2 separate regions of the Capsicum annuum genome follow, and region 2 is linked to region 1. The links are chromatin contacts, called in public Hi-C maps. All regions are on one chromosome and are shown on one strand. Each heading gives the region's core, a stretch centred on a gene start, on an enhancer-like site or on the middle of the called end of the contact. The rest is flanking DNA. Distances are from core to core; before and after follow the strand shown.

Region 1 (6,521 bases), core at 1,760-4,259:
TTTTTTATAAAGAAAATGCATCATGCATAGCACAACTTAATGGAGGATTCATAAAAGGAGATAGAACGAAGCATATTTCGCCAAAGCTCTTCTATACACATGATCTTCAAAAGAATGGTGATATTAACGTGCAACAGATTCGTTCAAGTGATAATGTGATTGATTTATTCACCACGTCTCTTCCAACTGCAACTTTCAAGAAGATGATGTACAAGATCGGGATGCAAAAGTTCATTGATGTTCTCATCAGGGGGAGCAAATACGCGTTGTACTATTTTTTCCTTTCAAGGTTTTATCCCACTGGATTTTCCTTGTAAGATTTTTAATAAGGCAACCGAAATGCATATCATTAGAGCTGTGTACTCTTTTTCTGTCACTAGATTTTTTTTCACTGAATTTTTTTAGTAAGATTTTAACGAGGCACATTATCTATCAATTAGACATTCAATGGGGAATGTTATGAATGTATTTACATTATAGTGAATGTCTATCAAGTATATAGATAAGATCTAACTAGATCTATAAGATCTAGTTGATATCTATTAGGATTTAAAATATCTGTCTTTTAGTCAGAAACTAGGAGTAAATTTTTCATATAAATAGAGGGGTTTTATTCATTGTAAATCATCCTCAAAATGTCAAGAGAATCCCTCAAGAGAAATAAGAATTACTATCTGTTCTCTCTCTACTCTTCTTCTTTATTATTAAATATTTCATAACAAATAGTATTTAAAAGGAAGTTACGAATAATAAAGTTTACATCAAATCAATAGAAGCAAGATAAATGACTTTTATTATGCAAAGTTATCACTTCATTAACATATAATTAGAGAAGAAAAGGAGTTACTAGAAAAAGTGTAATGATTTAATTTGATTAAAGTGTTGATTTAAGTTTGAACCCTCACATGTTATGTTTATATTGATCGGACAAGGATGGTCTATACCCAAAAAAAAATAAAAAATAATAAAAAAAATAAAAAAAATCATGTGCAATGCCATCAATTTTTGAACCTCATGCCCCTTCTTGCCAAAGTTGAAAACACACCACCAACGATGTGGTGCAGCGGATGGGGCTGCTCCTTCCTTAACTAGAGGTCTCGGGTTCGAATTTTGGGTATGAAAAAATCCTTGGTAGGAAGCGCTTCCTCCCGAATGGGGCCCTATCCGGCGCGAATTCGAATTAGTCGGACTCCAATGCGGGTACCAGACACCAAATGAAGAATCAAAAAAATAATTGAAAATAGTGTTCGGAGTAAGTACTACTACTATTAATTACTCCCTTCATTTCAAAATAATTAAATTATTGTAATATTTTTAAATGGTTAAAATAATTGAATTGTTCATTATTCAAGATACTTGTTGAATTTTTTTTTTTCAGTTTTACCTTTCATTAACTACATTTTTAGGTTGAGTTGCAAGAGACTTAATTTTCTTGAAAGTTTTTTTGATTAATGTGGCTTAGATTTTCATTGACTATGACAGTTCATATCTTTCCATCTTTTCTCATTCATCTTCATATCAAATTTGAGAAACAAAACTTGAAATAGAGTTAAGAGATTTTATGAATTTTGATTTAGAAGATTCGATTGAAATAGTTCACGATACTATCATAAATGAAGATTAGATTGAAATAATTCAGGACACGATCATGAAAGACTCGGTTGAAAAAGTTCAAGACAGTATCGTTGAAGAGTCAATTGGAAGAGTTCATGACCCTATTGTTGATGAATAATTTGATTGAAATAGTTTAAATTGTTGAAGACTCAATTGAAATGGTTTGAGACACTAATACTGAAGATTAAATAAGGATTATATTATAAATTTATCTTTTTAAATCTAATTAGAATAATTTAAGTAAGTATTGAGAGTTATTATCATGATTATTAATGCTTTGAAGTTTGAAAATAACGAAAAAAAATATGATTAATTTATTTCTTGCTTTTTTTTTTTAAAAAGAAATGTGTCATACCCCAATAATTGATGTATTTTGAAATAAAGGGAGTATTATTTTCATTAGTGTTAGGTCTTGAGTCGTCTTATGGTTGTTAAAATTTGAACTATATTACTCCTTTGAATAGTTAATTGTCCAAAATCCAACTGTTATTTATCATAGGCTCGATAAATTGTTGTTCTAATTTTTTTTTTTTTTTTAGCAAAATAGCTCGGTGGACTCTTATAATTGGTGTGCTTTGTAAAGTGGATACTTCTACTTAATCTTTTATCATCTAAACTCCCAACTCAATAAAACTCAATATTTTAAATCTTTTTCCGATGTGTGTAACACAACTGCCTCCACGTTAACTTCCACGTCACTTCTAAAATTACATTAAATTTCACGTCATTTTTAAAATGCTACATAAGAAATTAAATATTAAAATAAATTTAAATATATAATTTTTTTTATAAATTGTAGAAAAATTTAAATAATCATATTTTTATTTTTCTCACAAATTAAGCATCAAAATCATTCCAAATAATTAAAATTCCTCTCCAACTAATTTAAATTTTTAACTATAAATTTATATATACAAACATAATGAATTTTCGATTTTTAAATTTGAATATCTTTAACAAATTCACAAAAACTTTAAGTTTTTTCAAGCTTATTCATGAAATTCACTAATTTTTTCAATATATGTTATCACTAACTTTCAATTCAAATTTAAATTTTAATCCAAAAAAAATATTAAAAAATTTCAAACATAAATTTTAATAAAAAAAATGAAAGGATTTGAATTGAGAGAAAAAATTACAAAAATAAAATAAAAAGTGAGTTGTTTTTTTGGTTTGGAAGGGGGGGTGCTGGTGCGTTGGGGGGGTTTCTTTAGGGGGGGCTGGTGCATTGAGGGGTGGGGGGTTGGTTGCTGTGAAAGAAGGGGGCTGGGGAGGGCTGTAGGTGGATGGGGGCTGGTGCGTTGGGGGTGAGGGGTGGCTGGTGCGAATGAAGGGGGTGAGGGAAGGGTTGTAGGTGGTGCTGGGGAGGAGGCTAGGGGTGAGAGATGGGGTGGGGGTGCTGGATGGGGGTGCGGTGGGAGGTGAGGGGTAGGGTGGGGGGTGTTGAACGGAAGTTGGGCGGGGGGGGGGGGGGGGGGGGGGGGGGGGGGGTTGGGGGACTTTAAAACCTTTTTAGTTTTTTTTAATATTTATTATTTTTAAATTTTTAAAAATATTTTTAAATTAAAAAAGTTGTACCCCGCATTTAAAAAACACATGTAAACACGTGTTTTGCCAACTCAATAATTTAATGCCACATATGCATAAGAAGAGTTCAAAATATTATATTTTGATGGGTTGAGAGGTTCAAATGACAAATGGCTAAGTAGAAATATTCACTTTATAAATGGGAACAAGTACAGGGGTCCACCGAGCTATTTTGTCTTTTTTTTTTTAAATATGAAAATATTTTCAATACTGATAGGAAGGTACGGAGGATTCAGATTAGGATAAAGGGTTAGTGAGTAGGAGTGTTGTAGCAGGGAAGAGTGCTTTGTTTGTATGTGCGCTTGGAGTTTTTTGTTCGTGATGTTTTGGAGATGTATATGATTTTAGATAGATAGTTTATATTAGTACATGTCTTTTTTTTTATTATCTAGCAGTGTGTTATCCTATTTTGTTGTGTGCTTTTATGTTTTTTTTTTTTGTTATACTGTTATTTTTCTTGAGTTGGAATCTATCGAAAATAAACTCTCTACTTCATTTGAGATAATAATATAAATTACGTACACTTAACCTTTTCTAGGGAATGTACTGAATATGCTGTTGTTGTTTTTGACGACGACAACTCTTGTTACCAGTAAGGAGACTAACTAACTTTTTAAATTTAGACTAACTTTTGAATTAATATTTTCAAACGTTAATTCTTAATTTCTTTTTTTAATTTTCATTCAGTTTGTAAAATTTATTTTGGAGTTCGATTAATTTAGATTTTTATGATGAAGTTCTGCTTTGAAGGTAAAACCCTTAGTATTAAAGACAGTTTCACACTTAACATTAAAAATGAAGAAATAGTTACTACTCTATCACGACTTTTTATCTTTGATAGTAATTCCACCAATAGTCTATATTCAATGAACTTAATAGGTTTAACCCTAGTCTAATACTAGTATATTTATTTATGAGTTTGGCCAACTTGTTCTCAGCTTTATTTTTTCCCCTCCATAAAATTTAGCTACCCCCATTATCACTGCATTAAATTCTGGTCCCAAAATGCGAAAAACGAGTTAATTCCATAACTGTTCAAGTTCAATGAATCTAAGCTTTTCCTTTTAAAAATAAAAAATAAAAAAATTTATAAATCTTTATTATTTTTTCCTTTTAAAATTTTAATTATGGAATTCTGAGTTGAAAAATTAAAAGTTAAAATTAATAAATTGCTAACCCTCTAAACTTATCAACATGGGTTGTGGTGCAGCGGATGAGACTGCTCCACCCTTAACCTGAGGTCGAGGGTTCGAGTGTGGGCATGGAGAAAACTCTGTTGGGAGGAGTGCTTTCCCCTGAATGGGGCTCTACGCGGCGCGAATTCGAATTAGTCGAACTCCAATGTGGATACCGAACACTGGATAGGAAACCAAAAGAACCCTCTAAACTTATCATTTCATCTGCAGTTTTACGTACTCGAACCAAATCACGTTTCAATGGAATATTTTAATAAGTGCTTAATTAAACACTTTCAAATCAAATTTCGAAAAAAAAATATGTGTATTTTTATTCGTCTATTAAATACTCCCTCCATTTCATATTAGTTGGCCCCTATGGATTTGACACACTCATTAAGAAAATATTAAATAGGAGGTTTATTTTACCAAATTAACCTTTTTAATTATGCTTTACAAATATAAATGTGAGTAAATACACTTTGTTTAGTTATTTAGTGTTAAGGGTATTATTGAAAGAACATAGTAAAATTTTCTCGATTTCATCAAAGGGGCAACTAAACTGAAACAATTATTTTTAGAAAGAGGACCAACTAAAATGAAATGGAGGCAGTAATTAAGTTAATCACATAAAATAAGTCATCTTCTTTAATTATACACATCAACCTGATCAAGTAGAAAACACCTGGGTTTTACAACTAATTGAGGTAAAAGGGGTGATCTTGTGGTTCTTGGTCTGTGAGATGCTTTGTTAGGTGCTCCATTTTATTTTTCCATTGACGCCAAATGTAAACTTTTGCTCGAGAGATAGGTGTCCATACACTGATAAGGGATGTATGGATTCTCGATAAGAGAAGAGTTGTGGAGGTTCATTTCGGACCGCCTGAGAGAATCAAAAGTTGGATCAATATTGGATCTCACCCGAATCGCCCCATCTATCCTCTTGAGGAGGAGTTTGGCTTCAAATTCCGATTCGAACAGGAGGAGTACGTCATGCTAATATACCTTGAATAATCCACATCTCACGATCAAGCGCCGATGAGCACATTAAACTATCCATATGACTGATAGCCCTCATAGCCAGACACAGTAACGCAATTATCAGGGACGCGCTTTACCACTAAGCCAATAGCTTGCCAAAAGTGAGAGAAACGCCATTCCTCTCTTTCCTTTTTCTCGCCCGCATGTCACCACGTGGGGAAGCATGAGACGTAAAAAAGGAGGTTGTTTAACTACCTAATAGATGAACAATAATATACGTACCAAAAAAAAACTGAAAGTGTCTAATTGAAATATTTTATGAGAAGTAAGTGTTTAAGAACATAGCTTATTTCAATTGTGTAAATAAAATATTGTGATAAATTAAAAAAATAGACTATGTATTAATCATAAATATTATTTGTACTGTTCTTTCATATCATGTAAGCATGCCACTAACATTTACATATATGAACAAATATATTGACTCACTCAAATGTCAAATATTGAAAAATATAATAAAACAATAAGAAGTACTTAAGAAATATTAAAATATTATTTCCCCGTGCAAGGCATGACTTTGATCTTTGATGAAATTAGGTGAATTGGTTTCTTTGGCATGACCTTTAATTTAGTGGAAAATTAGGTGAAATTGGATTATGAAACTTAATTATACAACAAGTTCCTTACCACCATTCTTTAAGGAAAAATGAAACTAGAATAAAATTGTGGCATTAGTTATAAAATTTTATCAAGAAATTTTAGTAGTCCAGGTAACTGACTATCTGAAGTTTTATTTTATTGATTAAGTGCACAATTTGTATACAAGAAATTTATATTTTACAAAATCTATAGAAGTATATCAAATATATTATAATTGCATCTACTAATATTATAGACATAAAAAATTTATGGGACTGTACAAGATGAGTCAAATCGTGTTAGGTTTCTTGAAGACTACTCTATCGTACACGGTACTTGGAGGATACTCTATATAAATCGTACATTACGTCTATTTAAAGAGTAGTGTTGGGGAATGTGAGGTTTTGATGATGGTCAGATGAATGAAACATGTTGTGCAAGCTGTTCCACACAAGTGAATCTACTGGTGCTCACATGAACTACCTGTTGAAGTTGATGCAAGGCTGACAATGCATTAGGACAAAA
Region 2 (7,492 bases), core at 4,226-6,725, 54 kb after region 1:
AATGTTTTCTTGGAAAACAAGTTGACTTCTTACTTATTTTCTAGTGTTTGGCAAGTAAGCAAAAAAAAAAAAAAAGTTTATCTCAAGAGCATTTATACGTAATCTAGCAAAAAACTATAAAGGTGGAAGGGGATGGAGTGTGGGGCCTCGGCGGTGGCAGGGGTGGGATGGTCAAGGTGTAGGTGTTGGGGGCATTGCGTGGCTGGGAGGATATAATAAACACAGAATATCACTTATACAACTTGTTTTCTCTACTTCCATTAAGAAAGTCGTTTTCCTCACTTTTACGGAACTTGTTTTCCTAGAGAAAATGTTTTCCAGAAAAATGGTCTGGCCAAACAAGGGAAAACAAGAAAACCACACTAAACACACCCTATGTTTCTGAGTGACATTTATCTCTTATCAACAAAAGGACATCTCACATACATGGTGATTTGCACGGGTACGAGATGCTAATGCATGTGAATTGTTTGCCAGGCAGTTCACTTACAATGCTGAAGCAAAACGGATAATAAAGCTCGTTTTTAATCAAGAAACTAAACCATTACTCAAGGCGAATACAACGCGTATGCTAAAACCTGATCTTATTAAACTTAAATCACAAGGCATCAAGACGGAAATAGAATAGAAGTTCAAAATATTTAGGCAGAAGTACTATCCGTACCTGTATTGGTTCATCATGGTTAAGACATCACCGTCTAGTGATGATATTTCTGTCCTTTAAGAATAGTCCATCCTCTGTCAAAATATTCAGACAATGTATCAATAAGCTTCTGGAAATTCATGTATGTACATACTAGACAAACAATTACATTTGAGCTAAAACATTTCTTACATAAATGGATGAAAAAAACTATAAAGAAGGGAAGCGAGGATTAGGTGGCTCGCCATTTCAGCACACTGTCCACTGAAGTTATAGAATACATGTCATTGAATCTCGTTTCCAAGAGGTTTTTGCTTGATTAATAATCCTATCTCAGTGTCTAATACGGAGAGACAGAGAATAGATGTTTGCCTTTTAGTTCGAAAGGCTAATGAAATGAGTACAGAACGACTAGGATGCATAAATACTTCAAGTTGTGTAACTATGTTCTCAACATCGAAAAATTTCCAGACATGAGCGGTGGGGTTGGGGTGTGGGGGTAGGGGGGACGAACACTTCAAAGAATAATAGTTTGTACTAGTCTCTCACCTGTAAAGTTGCTCTATAAGTACAACTAAGGCAATCTCATGATTCAAGACTAAGGATGACAATTTGACTGATACGTTAGCTCGCTCTCGCAATTGTCTTCCATGTCCATAAGGTCCACCAATGCAAAAGAGTAAGCTTGGCGCTCCCTACAAGATGGAGGAGAAGAATCATTCAAAATTCTAGTGTCTATTTTTTTCGCATAGATCCCCTTCCTAGTGATGACGTTAAAATATGCAAGGTCATTTCGGGTAAGAACTTTCATTTCTCTAGGGAGATTTACTGCAGAACCATATTATATGATACCAGGAACAAAAGATTCTGCCGTGAAGTTGCGTCACTCACCTTGTTTCCAGCATCCCCAATTAAAGAAGCCATCTGCTCAGATCCCACATCATGACCACGCTCATCCAACATTACAACCTGTTTTAAACAGATAACGGACAGTGAGAGACTTCCAAAAGAAAAATAAGGTACAAGGGTAATTTTTACTTTCTAAATACTTCCGAACGCTTACCCATTCATCAGGCCTGATGAGGCCCATGACAGCAATGTCCTCATGCTCAATTTGAGCCACTACATCACTGTTTCAAACGTAAATAACAAGATTCAAGAGACTTCTCCAAACGCTGAAGGCTAAGCAGCGACAGAAGCAAAATTTGAAATATAGATAGACGATAACAAATCAAGCCACTAGATCTACTAAAGAAAAATGACAATGAATCAAAAGAATTCAAACACGTACAGCACTAGGAAATAGACATTCAACTGATTCCATAAGTCGTTAAATAAAACAGAACTCAGCCATATAGCAAGGTACGACATAGTAATGTGCTGACTGGGAAGGACAAAGTACAGCACAAGAATAAGCTGATTTTTGTCAAGAACAAGTGCTAATTAGATCATAGCATATTGGTATGTAAATCAGCCCAACATTAAAGATTGACATTTTGGGTTCTGTTTCATTCATCAGTAGGAAGCTTTCCAGCCTCATAGTTTTCCAACTTTTCAAGTTATGGCATACCATCCCCGTTTAAATTCTTAACAATTTTGTAGTCGCACCAACACAGACCAAAAGTAGCAGGGGATTGGTAACAAGCTTGGGAATGAAACAAGCTACACAAAAAACAAAAACAGCTGGGATTTGATGACAAACACTATCACTTTATTTATGGTGTTATATAAAATTCCACCTTCAAGAAGTACAAGACAGTAAAAGAAAACAACATGCATGAAATTAGACAGTTAGGGCAGCACAGTTTCATTATTTTAAGGCTTAATGTCAAAAGCAAAGTTATCCGAAATTTCTCTTGTACAAGGAAATTGGAAACCTATAAATGCCTCAAGGCGAGCGTGGCGTTGAAGTCTCACTGTCTTCGGAGCTAATGCATTGGAGTGCTCGTGCCATGCGCATACTGATTCCAGTAGGGACATTGGAATATCTGTAAATAATTCTAATGTAACGATACGGAATTATCGAACCACCTAATGTTTTAATTTGTTTTTGGAGGGTGCATTCACTTCAAGTTCTTAATGATAAGTGAATTGGACCACCACGTCTGGCTTTTCATTATGACAGATAAATTCATTCTGATTGAGTTTCAAAGGCAGGCTATAGAACTCGGAAATAATGTGCCCGCCCCCTTTATCATTACAACAATAACAACAAAAGCTCAAAAAAACTCTAAGGTCCGTTGGGGCATTAAGCACAACGCGCAAATAGAACGTGGGATTTAATGAAAAAGGTTCAGCGGGAGAAAATTTACAAATACATATATTTTAGTCCAAGAGTAGCAGTATAAGCTTGAATTCTTTTTTTTGTTTGTTTTTTGATAACCGTGGTGTCCGAGCCAGCTTGCGCGCACCTCGACTAAATCCACGGGATACCTGCCACCTCCCACCACCAACAGGTACCAGGTAACTCTGTCCACCAAGGCTAGAACAGATGAGAAAAAAACACCTAGTGTATGACAGATATATGAACAAATAAATTAAAGAAAAAATTACGACAAAATGAAATATCAATTGTTTAGTATCGCCTCTTCTGAAGAGGCTTATTGACAAGGAAAAGTATGCTTTAGAACCTTGATGACAACACTGAAGCGCCCATTAATACGACACAAAGCGCTCAACGCGTTTTGAGCCTCATTTCAAGTCTAAGCGCACCAACACTGCAACATACCAGTATAGTCTCACAAAGCGAGATCTAGGGAGGATGAGGTGTTATTTTGAGATTGACTGGTCGTTGTTATTTTGTTGGAAGGTCCAATCACTTCAATATCTTAATGCCTAAGCAAAACGACCACAAAATCTAGCAGTGGAAGAACCAAGATTCACACTAAGGGGGTTCGAAACACGAGAGAAGTAAACGCCCGAAAAATGCAAAAGGGGTTCAGCGTCTACTATATATGCATAAAAAATAATGTTACAATGTAAACAGTGCCAATGCACCCCCTCAACCCTACCTGGCTCAGCCCCTAGTCATTTAGTGTTGAACAAAGACCATAACTCACAAATTTTCACCAATTTCCAATTGAAATATACCAAAAAGAAGGACAACATTTCAACATACCGTGCATTTTTAGGATTAGACTTGATGCGAACATCATCAACACTACAATAATGCCTTAGCTTCTTCATGTACTCATCAACTATTAACTGCACTCCTTGTGACCGCTTCTTTCCAACAGTTAATATGCGTATAGGTATTGCTCTCTGTATCAAAACCAGCAAAAAAAAAAAAAATGCAACCTTCCGTTTGTATAGATAAATTCAAGAATCTAGAAGGGCAGCCCAGTATTCTAAAGTTCCCGCTATATGCGGAGTCCGAGGAGGGCCAGACCACAAGGGTCTATTTTAGCAGCCTTATGCGAGAGCCTCCTTCCATGGCTTGAACTCATTACCTCCTAGTCACACGACACAACAAATTCAAGAATCTAAATGGCAGCCCAGTATACTAAAGTTCCCGCTATATGCAGAGTCCGGGGAAGGGCCAGACCATAAGGGTCTACTGTTAGCAACCTTATGCGAGAGCCTCTTTCCACCGCTTGACCTCATTACCTCCTAATCACAGACACAACTAATTCAAGAATCTAAAAGGGCAGCCCAATATACTAAACTTCCCGCTATATGTGGAGTCCGGGAAGGGCGAAACCACAAGGTCTATTGTTAACAGCCTTATGCGAGAGCCTCTTTCCACCGCTTGAACGCATTACGTCTTAATCACACGACACAATTAATTCAAGAATCTAGAAGGGCAACCCAATATACTAAAGTTCCCGCTATATGTGGAGTCCAGGGAGGGCCAAACCACAAGGTCTATTGTTAGCAGCCTTATGCAAGAGCCTCTTTCCACGGCTTGAACTCATTGCCTCCTAGTCACATGACACAACAAATTCAAGAATCTAAAAAGGCAACCCGGTGCACTAAAACTCACATTATGTGTGGGTCCGGAAAAGGGCTGAACCACGAAGGTCTATTGTACGCAACCTTACTTTGCATTTCTAATAAAGTTATTTTCATGGCTTAGACAATTAACCTCCTAGTCACACGAAAACAAATTCAAGAATCTCTTTAGCTTACTTTTAAGGGGAAAAAAAAAAGAGAGAAATGAAGTAACTTTACCACTGATTGGCCAGTGAATTTGGACTGTTGCTGCTTTCCTTGAGATATTCGAAAAAATAAAATTAAAACCCAAAATACACACTAAAAAAATGTATAAGATGAATTAACTTAAATAATTGTTTATCCAATCGCTTAAATTAAAAAATAGCTTAAAGAACATGTATATTAATGTATAATTTATGTATACCGGCTAAAATAAATTAATTTATGTAAAAATAAAAAAGAAACTAAGATTGAGGAACCTGAAGGAAGTGAAAGCTTGGAGTTGAGACTGGCTACATGAAACACTGCCATTTTTGCTGAACAAATTGAATTTTATTTATCTTATCTAATAAGCTTTAATATGCAGAAAATTTTGCAGCTGAATTTTTTGAGTTTTTTCAAACTAAGAAAAAAAAAAGTTAGTTGGGTTTTTTCAATTTTTCAGGTGGAAAAGGTCATATTTACCCTCTACAAAAACAAAAATATAATCATTATTAGCCTCGCAACAATAAAGATTCAAATTGGAGTTCGAGTCAATCCAAACTAGCATCGAGAAGTCCTCTATTGGAGATAAAATATAAATCTGAATTTACACCGAGAAGTTCTATATTGTGAGGTAAAACACTTCTTAATAAACGCGACTACGTACCCAATTCACTACTTTTATAAAATAATTTATTTTTAGGAAAAATTACATATATGCATAAGATAACAATTAAGTATTATATAAAATTTCAAATCCTCAAAATAATTACAAAAATCCCTTATTAATTACATAAAATACCTTGAATTTACTCTTTCTCTCTCATCCCCTCTTACATATCAACATACCATATTTTACTCCTTTTTTTGTGCACCGGTTTTTGCTCCGTTAGTGCACTCCCTACGTCTATTTTCAAGCATACGTGATTTGGGAGTTTCAAATTTTTTAAATTTCATGAACTATCTGAACAAAGTGATTAACCTCATCTTCTTCTACAATTAAATCTGAACAAAGTGACACTTGTTTCTCTGGTTTCGTTGAATCACTTCTGTCAGTTGCAGCTTGGTGAAAAAGTTTGATGTCTGCATCTATTCCATTAAGTTGTCCATCAAAATGATGGGCCAAAAAAGTCAAGCCCACACCATTACTTTGTGGGTCATGGGCCTCACGGGCCAACCCACTTTTAAAAAGATAATATTTTAGAAATTAATTTTAAAATGTTAATAAACATAAATATTATCAGACAATATTATATAGTGTTAATACTTGTTAATCAAGTCTCCAACACCCCCAAAAAATACTCCTAATAGCAAAATTAAATAACTTTTTACATGATATCCTTCAAACCAAATAAAAATACTAATAAACAATTTAAATAGTTGCATGTATTTGACTTACGAACCGACCCACGGGCTAGCCCAACCCACATTGCTCAAGCCCCACGGGCCACGAGCTTATTCGGGCAAAGCTAAAAAGCTTTATTCTTAAATGAGCTGCAAAAACTGAAGCCCAACTCCATCAAATCACACGCTGGATTGAGCCTGGACCATATTGACGACTCTATATAGGAAACTACTATTTTTAGTTACCAATGTTTTTTATACATTTAATATATTGCAATTACGATGAAAACTAATATATTAAAACAAATTATAAATATGTATCTTATGTATAGGAAAATAAATTATGGTATATATATATATATATTATGGTAATGTTTAAAGATATTTTTTGAATTTGAATTTTATTTATGAAAGAAAAAATTATGGTGATGTTTAAGGATATTTTTTGAATTTGAATTTCAGTTACTATTTTTAAGCATCCAATAAATCAGAAGAGTTAATTAATTTCGTTAATGAAGCAATAGAATCATCTTATCTGATTTTTCTTTCCATAAATATAAGCTAAACAGATTTCTCATACATTAAAGCAACATATGAGGGTCAACAATATGTATATGTATTTTACCAAAATCGGGAGAGAGAAAGTCATCTAAGATTTATGTAAATACTTTCATTATATATATACAAGTTAACAATTAAGTATTATATAAAATCCCAAATCCTCAAAGTAATTACAAAAATCCCTTATTAATTACATAAAATACCTTGAATTTACTCTTTCTCTCTCATCCCCTCATACATATCAAAATACCATATTTTGCTTCTTTTTTGGGGAAAAGACGTCGTTTCCACCCCAAACTATACAAGAAAAGTCTAAGTCACACCTAAACTATCGAAGTGACCTATTACACACCTAAATTATATAAAAGTGATATTATTACCTCCCCAAGACACGCATGCCCAAGTTTAATGAGTGGAGTGCACTCCACTCGCCCTCTTGTGATGCCACATGTCTAATCTAATTTTTCTATTTTATTAAAAACCTAACCCGACCCTATTGCTATTTTAACCCATCTAACCCAACCCGACCCAACTCTAATATTTTATCCTAACCCGATGAAAATGAAAGGCCAAACGAAAAGTCAATCTGATGAGAGTAAAAATTAAAATCTGATAGAAGATTCTTCACCCCTCTTTTCTTTTAATTTTTTTAGGACATTTAAATCCGATAGAAGAGATAAACAATAATTTTGATGTGTTTTTCATTGTTGACAAGCAAAAATTAATTTTATCTCTTTTTATTTGAAGTTGATTCGATTGATTTCAACAGAGGTGGTATGATCTAGGATAAACGCTAAGGGTTACGATCGT

What was found. Hi-C and Micro-C count contacts between places; a contact is called where the count stands out from the background.
Region 2: a contact with region 1 is called in a Hi-C map of placenta, with 3 times the contacts expected there. The contact joins the promoter of LOC107851198 here to the enhancer-like site in region 1. A contact is called at or near these places in 2 of 5 Hi-C or Micro-C datasets (leaf and placenta).

Annotation. Positions count from the first base shown.
Region 1 is chr12:226,672,747-226,679,267 of UCD10Xv1.1, forward strand. No RefSeq gene overlaps it. Among protein-coding and RNA genes, the nearest start is that of LOC107849585, 16 kb to the left of the region's middle. Within about 2 kb of position 3,010, at least 5 of the 5 cell types and tissues checked have an H3K27ac peak or open chromatin away from gene starts, as enhancers often do. A contact at or near this core is called in leaf, where this site is marked.
Region 2 is chr12:226,724,638-226,732,129 of UCD10Xv1.1, forward strand. LOC107851198 (putative RNA methyltransferase At5g10620) reads right to left here and starts at 5,476. Exons shown (of 8, transcript XM_016696137.2): 1 at 5,056-5,476; 2 at 4,814-4,851; 3 at 3,762-3,904; 4 at 1,707-1,773; 5 at 1,535-1,612; 6 at 1,193-1,338; 7 at 665-738. The coding sequence starts at 5,107. The coding sequence ends at 699.